Linked DNA regions of Athene noctua: region 1 is linked to region 2. The links are chromatin contacts, called in public Hi-C maps. All regions are on one chromosome and are shown on one strand. Each heading gives the region's core, a stretch centred on a gene start, on an enhancer-like site or on the middle of the called end of the contact. The rest is flanking DNA. Distances are from core to core; before and after follow the strand shown. Region 1 holds the start of HOXD13 (homeobox D13). Region 2 holds the start of ATP5MC3 (ATP synthase membrane subunit c locus 3).

Region 1 (5,790 bases), core at 2,849-5,348, 370 kb before region 2:
GGGGGAATGGGGGGGAGAAGAATTTAAAACATTCAGAGAAAACAAGGCTGCATCAGCAGAGAGGGCTGTTCCAGATACTTAAATGAGGTGCCCCACAAGCCTCCTCTTTTCCAAGAATCAAATAAAAATGCACTTTGCGATAAAATCTCAAGTGCTCCGAAATGTTGGGGTTTTTTTCGTCCGTTCGGGGAAAATAAACGCCTCAAAAAGCCATTAACGTGCAAGCGGAAGAGAAAGGGGAAGGAAGAGGTCGGAGGGGGCGGAAGATAACCCCCCGCTGGAGCCTGCCGGTTGCGGAGCGAACGGAGGGGTGCCGACCCGGGCCGGCCTCCCCCTCCGCCGCGGACACCCGCCGGGGCACCGGCAAGTGCCGGGCCGGCCTGAGAGGGGAAAACAAACGGGCGCTGAGCCGGCCTCGGCCGCCGGGCACCGGTCAAGCAGAGCCGGGCTCCCGGCGAGAGGGAAAAGGACAGAGCCTGCCCTGCCTCCCACCCCGGGTAATTCTCGCCGGCAGCATTTCTCTCTCCCCAAAACCCCTTTCCCAGCTGCAAGGCGCTCTCGGATACGCCTTTCCCTTCTTTAACGCGCCTCGTATCGTATCTACCTCTCCTTTCCCAAGAACCGCGTCCTCTAAGTGGCCCTAGGAAGATCCCAGGCAAGCCTGGAGCCCGCGAAACGCTCTACTGCAAAAAGAAGGCGACTTTCTTTCTCTCTTTATATGTATATATATCGAAAAGAAATCGTTTTATTAAAGACGGTTCGGGAACAGTTTGGCAATATCGTTAACAGCTTGGAAGTTCAGCCCATATTTCCAACACAAGGTAAAAGCAGACTTTAAGACAAGAAAAGGAAAAGATATGGTTTATGGAGAAATAGTATTACCGTATGTCTTACCCACATACACTGGTAATCAAAGTGTTTAGAGCAATAGTATATTATAATAAATAATACTAGTTCGGAACACACACGTTTTAACAATTAGACGAGGCACATTAACAGAGAGGATATCGCTTCTCTCTCCTAGTAGTTGACTAGCGTGTCTGATCACCCTGTGTATATCATAACATGCACACTAGGTTTAAAATAATAAAAAAATCGACAAAATCCTAGCCTTTCGGCCTATATAAATTATGGCGTCTTTTGAAATTCCTTATTTATTGCTTCTGTCATTAACACCCGTTTATTTTTTGTAAATTAAAAGTTAGCGGTGAACTTCATTTCTCCGACCAGGAGGGTTTTTTTATGCGCCGTAGCGGGAGGAAGGAGAAGAGTCTTGTGCTTGTCCGGACAGACAGGTTAGAGCGAGCATTTTACACAAGGTCTGTGCAGGTTTATACACACCTCTGCAGGGGCAGCCTCTCCCCGGGCTGCAGGACGAGCCGGCCCAGCACTCCTGCCGAAAGCGCTTCCCCGAGGTGCCCGAGCTGCGCTCCCGCGGAGCGCCCGGCCGCGCAGCCCCCGCCCGGGCCCGAAGCGGCCCTTCCCGGGAACCGGCGGCTCCTTTTCAACCGGGGAATATGAAATCCTTCCACTGAAAACGAAACCGTGGCAAAAAAAATCAAAAAAAAACCCCCAAAAAACCCAAACCCAACAAAAAACCAACAACAACAACAAAAAAAAACCACCCCAAAAAACCCCAAACAGAAAACCAATCCCAAACCTGCGGAAGTGGGGACCGCGGTGGTACGTGCCTGGGACTGTGCTTTGCGCCCCGCAACAGCTCGGAGAGATTCGCCCTCCCTCGAAAAAGCAATTAAAAATCCAGCTGCAGACGTTACCCTCCACGCAATTCGCAATTCTCTCCGGGTCCCGGTGGGCTCGGCGGGTTTTGGCAGCAGCCGGGTGCTGCCACGGGTCCGGACTCTGGCTTTCTTACATTTTCCGATCGATTTTTTTTTTTTTTTTTTCACTCGGCATGTTTTGAAGTTTACGATACCAAATCAAAACTGACACTTTTTGGCACTGGCTGTTGTTCAGAGAAAAAAAAATTACAGAAAACCCCCCAAAGAGTTAATCATTTAAGAAAGTTATAACTGTAACCGTTCAACATATTTAAATTCGTTTATACTGGCCTAGAGGGAAGAACAGAAAATATAATTAATATTAATATTATTATTATTTTCAAAAGGAAGAAACAGAACTATAATTCAAGATTTGTCAGCACTCCCTTCCACTGAGAGAAAAACGCTGACTTTTATGGAAAACAATTCCCGAAATTTCGCCACCGCTGGAAGGAGAAAAAAAAAAATTAAATATATTTTCAAGTCTTTCCAAAAGTCTTTAGCTGGTCGTAAATTGAGTTTATATATCCATCACTGTCCGCAACTAATAGATCAAGATACATTGTCTTTCAGTTTGGAGACTATTTTCTTATCCTTCACCCTCCTGTTCTGAAACCAAATGGTAACTTGTCTCTCAGACAGGTTTGTGGCTGCGGATATCCTTCGCCTCTTGTCCTTGTTAATGAACTTGTTAATGGCATATTCATTCTCGAGTTCTTTAAGCTGCAGTTTTGTGTACGGCACTCGCTTCTTTCTCCCACGCCGGTAGACACACATATCGGGCTGGTTTAGTGCAACGTCCCCTATTGTAAAAGACATTATGTGAAAAATTAGAATTTTATTACAGGCGTTTAAAGCTTAACCGATACTTGTTGGGCACTGTTTTTTCACGGGCAAATAAATAATGCCGGGTTGTTTACAGTTTATTATTATTTACACTGCCACATTATTTGCAGTTAGTAAAGCACCAAAACCTTGATGGACTGTCATCACTTTTGAGGCATGCATGGCTAGCGAGCAGGCAGGGCGGCGGGGGCATTGGCTGGGGAGCCGGGAGCAGGTCGGTCCTGGCAGCGCACACACAGGAATCGCTTTGGTGTGTGTTTCCCCGGGTTTGTTTGCATGTGGTTTGCGCCTCTGTGCCCTCACTACTCGCAGTCTCTTAAGTGCTCTGGGGGCGGCTCAGCCGCCGACCGGAGCGGCAGAGGAGCGCAAACCTCCGCGCCGTCGTCCTGCAAACTGCGAACGCGAGTCCGACCCCGAGCGCCGAGGGAAGCAGCGGGGGAAGGAGCCCCGGGCCGGGCCGGTGCCCGCGGGGCCGGGGCCCTGGCGCTGGGGGGGGGGGGGGGCGCCGGGCTCTGTCCCGCGGGGTGGAAAGCAGAGGGTGAGGTTTCCTCGGGGGTAGGTGGGGGGTGGGGGTGGGGGGGGGAAGGAAAAAGGAAAATCCACCGTCCTCCCCTCTCTCTCCGCTCTGTGCGTGTCTGTGCAGCGTGTCCACCCCGGCAGGCCGCCCCTGCAGCCCGGGGGGCGGGGGAGGGGACGGGCAGGCGGAGGAGGCGCGGGGGGGTTCAGCTCAGACCATTTCTCTCCCTCTCGTACCTGGAAAGGACGATTTCCAAAAGTGTGAGCTCTGTGTCTGATCTTTGGCACAGTAAACCTGACTATTCCAGCCATTAGCCAGAGTCCAAGACTGATAGCCCTCCATTGATATGTATGTTTCGTGTCTCGGTTCCCCAGAGCCAAACGTTGAGACCATGTCTATGTACCCAGGAACGTGCTGGTAGGGGGTTGTATAGCCCTGGTAGAAGGACACTTCCTTCGCCCTGGAGGAGACTTCATTGGCGGGGACACTCGTGCTGGTCAGACTGGAGACGTCCATGTACTTTTCCACGGGAAAGCCGCCAATGGAGGCATGGGGGGGAGACTTCAGGGCGTTTTGCTGGATCCCAACCCCGTGGGACATCCTGCAGCTATAGTATCCATTGCCAAAGTGATACCCATAGCCGAGCGCGGGGGCGGCGGCCGGCGCGGCGGAGCCCGGGCAGTCCTTGGCCGGGGGGTCGGGCCTCGCCGCCGCCCCCGAACGCTCCCCTCCGCCGGCGTACGCGAACCCCGAGGCGGCGGCGGCGGCAGCGGCGGCGGCGGCCGCTCGGCCCGTGTGCGCCGCCCCGAAAACGGGCGAGGAGAGAAAATTACGGCACTGCCCGGGGGCTCCGCCGCCGCCGCCGCCTCCGCCGCCGCCGCCGCCGCCGCCGCTGCTGTCGCCGCGCAGTCCGTCCATCTCCCAGCTCGCTGCTTTGCTCATGGCCTTGCACATCGCGGGCGGCGGCGGCGGCGGCTCGGTCCCCGGCCGGGCATGATGCAAATGGTTATTTGCCTCCAACAGGTTGGATCCTGGCGGTACGTTTATAAAAACGAAGTCCAGGTTGGGAGGGGGGACGGGGGTGGGGGCGGCCGGCTGCAGATTAGTTTGCCTCAGCCCGGGGGGCTGCTCATAGGCTGCCGTCGAAACATGTGACCCTCCCGCTGCCCGCACTGCCCCTTTCGCCGCGCAGCCCCCCGGTCCGCACCGACGGCGCCCCCCCCCCCCCCCCCCCCCCCCCCCCCCCGCCTTCCCACCCCCGCCCCGCCGCCGCGCTCCCGCCCCGCCGCGGCCCCGGCGCTGAGGAGAGGTGGGTTGGGCGGGCGGGCGGCGGTGATGCCCCTCCGGGCCAGCCTCGCCCCCGTCGCTTTCATCCCCCCCCTTCCCCCTGCCCGCGGCTTCAAAAGGGCCAGCTCCTCCGCTGGCCCTTTTGAAGCCGCGGGCGGGGGCCCTTTTTGAAGCCGCGGGCAGGGGTCTGACCGGATCCCCGGCGAGACCTTCCCCAGCTCATTGTTGTGTCTGCGGCAGGGGGAAAAAAGCCGACACGGTCTTTGTATCCCATCCTCCCAACCTCCCTCCTTCCCTGCGAGGTATGGACTAGAAGGGCTTTGTTATAGGGAAGAAGGGATCCCCTGGCTCCACTGAGCTCTCGGTCTCTGGGAGACCTCCCCCCTCTAGCCCCCCAGATATTGCTACCAGTCAGGAAAAGGCACCGGGCTCTGCGCGCAGCGCAAGATGCTAAACCTGGCACTCATTAGATGTGGCTTTTTTCCCCTTGCAGTGTCAGTTCATGTCGTGGTAAAGCAGCCTAGTTAAAACACAGCGTTTGCTTATGCTGACGGCTGTTCTGAGGGTGACTTCCCAAGACTGTGGCAAATCCTTCTGTCGTCTCTCTCGACTCTCCCGCTGAGCCGGGATGGAAATTCCAGGAGCGCGAAGAGCTGGAAATGAAGAAAGCTCTGAAGATGAGTCCCAACCCCAGTCCCAGCCCCTGCCCCTCTGGGCTGGCTCCGCGGTTGTGTATTGCAGACACTTAACCCTCTCTCGGGCGCGGAGGGCAACAAGTTGCTGGGAAAGGCGGCAGCTCCACGGGGAAGGGCAGGGAAACTCCGCGCCGGCTGAGAAGCTTATAGCTGGGGCCGTGTTTACTGCCCCAGCGGAGGCTCAGGCGCAGGAGAGAAGAGAGGCAGCCGCCGTGGAGGTGAAAGTCAGTGCTGACACGCTTTCGGGGCTGGGGGTGCCCTTGCTGAGCAGCCCGGGAGGGCGGTGACGGGGACCCCGGGCTGCTGCCCCGCCGCGGGCGCGGAGGAGCCGAGCGGGAGCGCTGCAGGTCGCGCAGCAGCCGCCCGTCCCGCAGCCCTGCCGCGTAGCCGCTCTAATAATGCCGGGCCGTTTCTGGAAGCGGGATGAGGAATGACAAACGGGTGCCAGTAATCACAGCAACAACCGGATGGCAAGCACGAGTTCACGTTCATTAGCTCTAACCACTTAATTGTTATTAATCTTTCATAATCAGCTAAGAAGTGAGCCAGACATGATTACGTGTTTCGCTCGAATAAGCCGAATCAGTATTTACGCTCAGGACATGAAACCCTACATAATTAGGAGGACGCTTTGTCGAGGTAGAAGTTTCTCATCCTTTTATGT
Region 2 (6,066 bases), core at 980-3,479:
ATGAGATTAACAGAAGATCTGCTTGAATTAAACTGAACACGGTCCCCAGAGATCAGTAACTGCTCTTCTAACTCTTCCTGAAAGCAACAGCTGAGTTGCACGTAAGATACAGTATCAGCTGTTATGCCTTAAAAGCAACAATAAACAATGGTTTAATGGTGGTTTTGACGTTCAGATCAAACAGCTTGTGAATGCATTATTTGCAAAACATTCCAGGTGGGAATCATGACAGAAGAGGGCACTTTCATGAAAGAAGAGGGTTTCCTTTTAACACTCTTCTGAATCCATGTGACTTCACACTGTGTGTATACAGGTGTGTAATGTCCACTTTCTTCTGCATTCAGGAGAGCTGTGGGAAGATCCATTTTATGGCTGGAGGTCCACACCAGTAGATTCCCAACTAACTGCTGTTGCTTCCTTCTAGGAACAAGCGAATTTCTTCATTGCAAACAGCCTGCTTGCTGCCACACTTCCTAAGGGAAGCACACTACTTCATAAATAGTGCGCAAGTTACATTTAAGTCATTCCACCAGTACAGCATCTACATTTGCTGTACGGTTTTATTCATGGTGCTGGAAATATTTGTTACCACAATAGCATGTATTGAAAATTTTTTTAAAGTTAAAAGTTCTGCCTAACCATTAAAGGGTCTTAGTGTTTGTCTACGAAGAACCAGTCAACAGGCACTGCAGGTCTGCCCGTTCACCTCAGTTCCCAAACAATGGGTGTAAGATGTGAAAAGAAAGAAAAAAGCAGGAAACTTATAACCTCTTTTGCTGGTCTTTATAGAGTCCCTGTTTCTGGCTGCACACCAGAACCAAACCAAACTTGCTGTTGGGTTTGAGGCAGGGAGCAGAAAGCTGGGAAATTCAAACTGTACCGTTGCCTCTCAGCTTAGGACCTACAGCTGAGTACAACTCCACTGTACCTAAGGATCATAAGACACTGCCTTGTAGTGTCATTTAAAAAAAAGCAACATTATCCTTAACATTAGTATGCATCTGTGCAAAGTGCCTATTGATCACGTTTGCTGGTGGGTGTTCAAGTTGCTGATAAGAAGTAGGTCTCAGCTGTATGGCACCTGTGGTTTAATCAGTGACAGCAACATCAATAGTCGTGTAAGTTTGAGGAAGCCAGCAGCTAACTCCCAAGAGACTGTGCTGTATTCCTGTCCCTAAACCCAATGCCCTTACCCTCTTACTCACCCCTTCTGAGACAGTTTGTAGGACATCGACTATTTTAGAATTTAAATCTATTTTTATGGCACAGATTGTATCAAAAATTGTGCAACTTAAATGTTACCCAGTGTTTTACCTGAAGTGTTAATTTTTCTGCATTTTTTCCTAGTTGGCACTAATACCACTTACAGTGGTAAATGACCATTAAAATAACAATCCTATTTAATAATATTTATTTTAAATTATTATTTAAATTATTACATTTAATTTAAAAATAATAATCTAATTTAAATGACCATTAAAATAACTATCAAGCGAAGAACATCAAAGAACAAGTGATTAAAGCAGGAATCTCGGGAACACATGCTCAGCTCAGTGATGAAATTGTCCCAATTAAGCTTGACTAAAAAGGATTTTTTCGTTACTTGGGTGTGAACCTGCCCATCATGAGAAAGTGACTCTGATTACACAGTAGGGGCCTCTGGAACACTTCCGGACGCGCCTCCTTTTTCTGTGAGTGAACCTCGCCCCGCGGGGCCCGAGGAGTTCCGGGCACGTTTCTGCACTTAGTGACCGCCCCGCCCCGGACAGCGGCAGCAGCTCCCGCCGGGCACGGGCGTTCCCGGCCGCGGGGCCTCGGTTTCCTCTTGGCCTTCCCCGCGGCGGCGGCGCCACGCCCCCTCCCTCAGCGGAACGGGCCGCAGCTCTTCAGAGCCCGCCCCGTAACGAGCCCTCTCCGCGCCGCCGGGGCGAAGCGACCCCGTCCGCCCCACGCCCCTTCCGCAGGGTCTCAGGGTGCCGGTCCGCGCCGCCCCCAAGCGCGGGGTTTCAGCGGCAGCAGGGCCGCCGGGCCGGGCCCCTGACGTGCTGCGCACTTCTGCCTCGCGGCCCCGACTGCCGCGCTCCGGCCGCGCCGCGGACCCGCCGCCGCCCGCGGCGCTCGCCCCGCCCCCCCGGCCTCGGCCCGGCGCGGGCAGCGCCACTGCGGCGGCGCCGCGGGGCGGGGCGGGGCGATGCGCGCGCGCCCCCCGCCGCCGCCAATAGGGTGGGTACAAAGTGACCTTGGCGCCGCGCACCGCCCCCTTCCGCCGCGCGGCATCCGGGCGCCTGCGGGCGGCCCCGCCGCGCCTGCGCAGAGACGCCCCGGCCCGACGGCTCTGAGGTGCGGCAGCCGGAGCGGGTGAGTGGGGGCGCCGCGCCATCCGCCCTCATCGCCGCCCCTGCCCGCCGCCGCGGGCCCCTCACTCTCTTCCTCTTTCCGCAGAGACACCGGATTGTGGCCCCTGGGACGCCGCCCGCGAAGATGTTCGCTTGCGCCAAGCTCGCCACCTCGCCCTCCCTGGTGAGTGGGGGCGCCCGGGCCCGCGGGGGGCGCCTGGGCCTCCTCGCCGGCCGCGTCTCGGGCGGCGGCGGTCGGGGGGCGCCCGGGGGTCGGACGGGCCTCTGAGTCCCCCGGCAGGCTCCTCGAACGAGCCTTGGCCGGGGGCTGCCCGCCCGCTCGAGTGCGAAGGGACGAGGAGGGGGAGCGAGCTGCGTCGGGGCCGGGTTCTCCTTCCCGCCTGCTTGGCGTGGGCCAGGGCCCTTTGCCAAGGTGAGGGGCCTTCCCACGCGAGCGGTGAAGGGGGAGGGCAGCGCAGTGAGAAGCTCTTGGGCCTGGTGCGCTCTGCGCCTTGCTGTAGGTCAAACTCCAGCCTGTTGCTTGTCCTCTGTAGGGCCGGGATCTTTTGCCCTTGCAGAAACAAGGGGCTGTGTTGCTCGAAAATGTCCTCTCCAGCCTGCAGAAGGTCTTGTTTTGTATGGTGCAGGCACAGGCTTCCCCTGCAGCAAGTTTTGTGCAAGAGCCGATATGACCTTAGACTGCTGGAAGCCCAAGGACACATGCAGGCCGCTTGTGAAAGAGAATTCATTCATTTGTGTCTCGCTAGGTTTAGAAGTCTAGGTTATGTGTGTGCATTTAACAGCTTCGGAATTAATTTTGAAGGCTTCTGTTTTTTCATTTGAAAATGTATGTCACTGACTGCTGGTCTGTCTGGCTTTTTTGTCACTGTTTTGATGCATTTTCTGCCAGTGTAATGCATGTGCAGGTTCATTGAATAATGTAGCTATTTGCAATAATAGCTCGTGAAAATGATGCTATCAAATTGCATGGTAGTGTTTGCTTCTGTATTGTTTATTGTATATCCAGCTATGCAAAGATTACTGTCTTTCAAGTAAGACAAATGGCTTAGTAGATAATAGCCTTAAATCTTATGTTCTATTGTATGGGAACAGCTGTGATCAAATGTTTCTTTTTTTATAGCTTTTTTCCTCCTCTTGCAGATCCGTGCTGGATCAAGAGTCTTGTACAGACCAATTTCGGCATCTGTGTTGTCTAGGCCAGAGGTCAAGAATGGAGAGGTACCTTATAAACAAAATTCTGTATCTTCCTAAATTACCTGGTGAGCCTAAATGTCCTCAACCTAGAGTTCACTTGTACTAACTCAAATACCTGTAGTGTGACACTTGCTTTAAGTCAAACACCTAATAATATGTGTTGCTTTTTTGCTGTTTCCCCTGAAAAGTCTTTCACATTTAAATTTGATTGCTTTCAGGTGGAACAGGTACTGTTCTGAAGTTTTTAACTCTTGGTTAAAGTTTCATCACTTGGAAGAGGAACTAGACATTGGATCTAATACAGCTTTTAGAAGTGCAGAATAACACTATCAAAGTGGTCATAGAAAATGGTTTCTGACTGAATATAATGCTTTTTCATATTTTGTTTTCTTAGGGCAACTCAACACTTAACGGGGCCCAAAATACTGTCTCCCGACTAGCACTTAGAGAATTCCAGACTAGTGCTATCAGCAGGGACATTGACACTGCTGCCAAATTTATTGGTGCTGGTGCTGCCACAGTAGGTGTGGCTGGTTCTGGTGCTGGAATTGGAACAGTCTTCGGTAGTCTAATCATTGGTTATGCCAGGTAATCAATCTCTCTCTCTTACAAAACTCTTTAATTGCATGCAGATACATCTTGAGACAGCACCCCCAGATAAGCTAAGTTGTAGTAAGGGTGATGGCACTGTAATAAGTTCTGATAAGAATTACTATTATTGGTAAACATGGCTAAACAGAATTACATGAAACTGTATATTTATCAGGATGGCTCTGTTGTTAAAGTCAGAATTTTGTCCACTCTGCCTGTAGAAGAGATGTGAAAGAAATAAGGGGATTAGACTTAGTGGTTTGGTCACTGAAGTCCAATGTTTCAGCATTCAGTTCCAGAACTGAATTAAAAATCTAGCCGGATCTTTTCCCACGTGAAGGGAGAAGTCGTAAAAAGAAACTATGAAAACTGGTAATAAGCTTGAGTCTGTATACTTTGGATTTTGTGGTCAGGAGTGTTATTTAGAAATGGATACTTAATTCAGTTTTCTAACTCATCTCAGAATATGTAATTTATCGAGTGAGTAATCATTCCAGAAATCTGAAGGGGTTGAGGGTGGGGATTTTTAGTAGGGCTGAACTTCTGGATAAGTTTATAATGAATAGTTCACATGATATGATAGGAGAACTGATATAGGCATAAAAAAGCTTTAATGAAGGTTTCACGTTCTTCATTACTCTTTTAACCAGTTAAGACTTAATGAAGTCTTGTTTCGAAATGATTTTTTTTAAGCTCTACTGAAGACAAGGAACTTCACTTTCCACTTGAAGAAGCATAAATGTTTTCAATACAAAACTAATGTCTCCTTTTTTTTGAATTTGGTGTGAACATGTCTATCAGAGGTTATAGAACATGATTTCATAGCCTTATGTTGAAGGGGTTTTTTTCTCCCACACTCTTCATGGAGTGTTAATTCCTTGCGTTTTTGCAGAAAACTGCTGTGTGTTTCTTTTTTTCACTCTAGGTGGTTTCAGTTCCAGTATTTGAGAGCTACTTAAAATGTTACACACAGATTTCATTGGAATGTAGTTCTGATGTTACAGAGGTGGAATAAATTTATAAAGCATAGTGCTGATTCACGCATAGGAGAATGTAGAGAACTCAAATTCAAAAGCCTATATGAATGTAGTCACAAAATGTGTGCTCATTTGGAGAAGCTGTGTACAATCTGCATAACCTGAATGAAATCTTAGTTGCCAGTCTTCAGTGATGTCCCTGCTAAAAATTACTCTGGCTTGGATTTATTGGATTTTTCCTGTTATGGAATCTGTGGCAAGGAAGTATGAGGTTCTGAATCTGTCAGATACATTAAACTGTATGAAAAGCATCTCAATTGTAAAAATAAAAAGGTCTTACACCTTCGCTTTCTTTTAGAAATCCTTCTCTGAAGCAGCAGCTGTTCTCATATGCTATCCTGGGATTCGCCCTGTCTGAAGCTATGGGTCTCTTCTGTCTGATGGTTGCTTTCTTGATCCTATTTGCCATGTGAAAGGAGATCTGCCTGTAATATTGGCATTGGAATGTAATTCTGCATTTTATGGGACTCCCAAAATGTTGGTATCATGGAAATTGATGCTATTTCCAAAGTCATTTCATTAAAGATAACAACTTTAACTGTCAACCTGTTGCCTGCATTTATTACCTTTCTCACTAGGGTATCTGGAAGATAGCATCTTGTCATTCAGTCACTGTGGATTTCTCCTGATTATTACATATTACATAGGACCCTTCAAACAATGACTTCAAGTCAAACATTTTATTAATATATATGGGCATGTAATTTGTTTGTTAAATTTGTGATGTATCTTTGAAAGATCAAAGGATATGCCAATTAAATGTGAGAGGCTCTACTTCTGGCATTCTTCCTTTACTTCTGTTTCAAACTTAACAAGAACTATTTATGTGCACAATTATGTTTTTTTTTCAGGCCAACTGGCACATAAGGTGTTCTGGCACCTCTTGA

What was found. Hi-C and Micro-C count contacts between places; a contact is called where the count stands out from the background.
Region 1: a Hi-C map of heart shows a contact between it and region 2, with 5 times the contacts expected there. The contact joins the promoter of HOXD13 here to the promoter of ATP5MC3 in region 2. A contact is called at or near these places in 2 of 2 Hi-C or Micro-C datasets (heart and liver).

Annotation. Positions count from the first base shown.
Region 1 is chr7:25,130,918-25,136,707 of bAthNoc1.hap1.1, reverse strand. It overlaps HOXD13 (homeobox D13), which reads right to left and starts at 4,098. Exons shown (of 2, transcript XM_074910983.1): 1 at 3,381-4,098; 2 at 2,334-2,584. The coding sequence starts at 4,098. The coding sequence ends at 2,334.
Region 2 is chr7:24,756,910-24,762,975 of bAthNoc1.hap1.1, reverse strand. ATP5MC3 (ATP synthase membrane subunit c locus 3) reads left to right here and starts at 2,229. Exons shown (of 5, transcript XM_074911319.1): 1 at 2,229-2,358; 2 at 2,443-2,520; 3 at 3,498-3,575; 4 at 3,946-4,139; 5 at 5,478-5,724. The coding sequence starts at 2,482. The coding sequence ends at 5,592.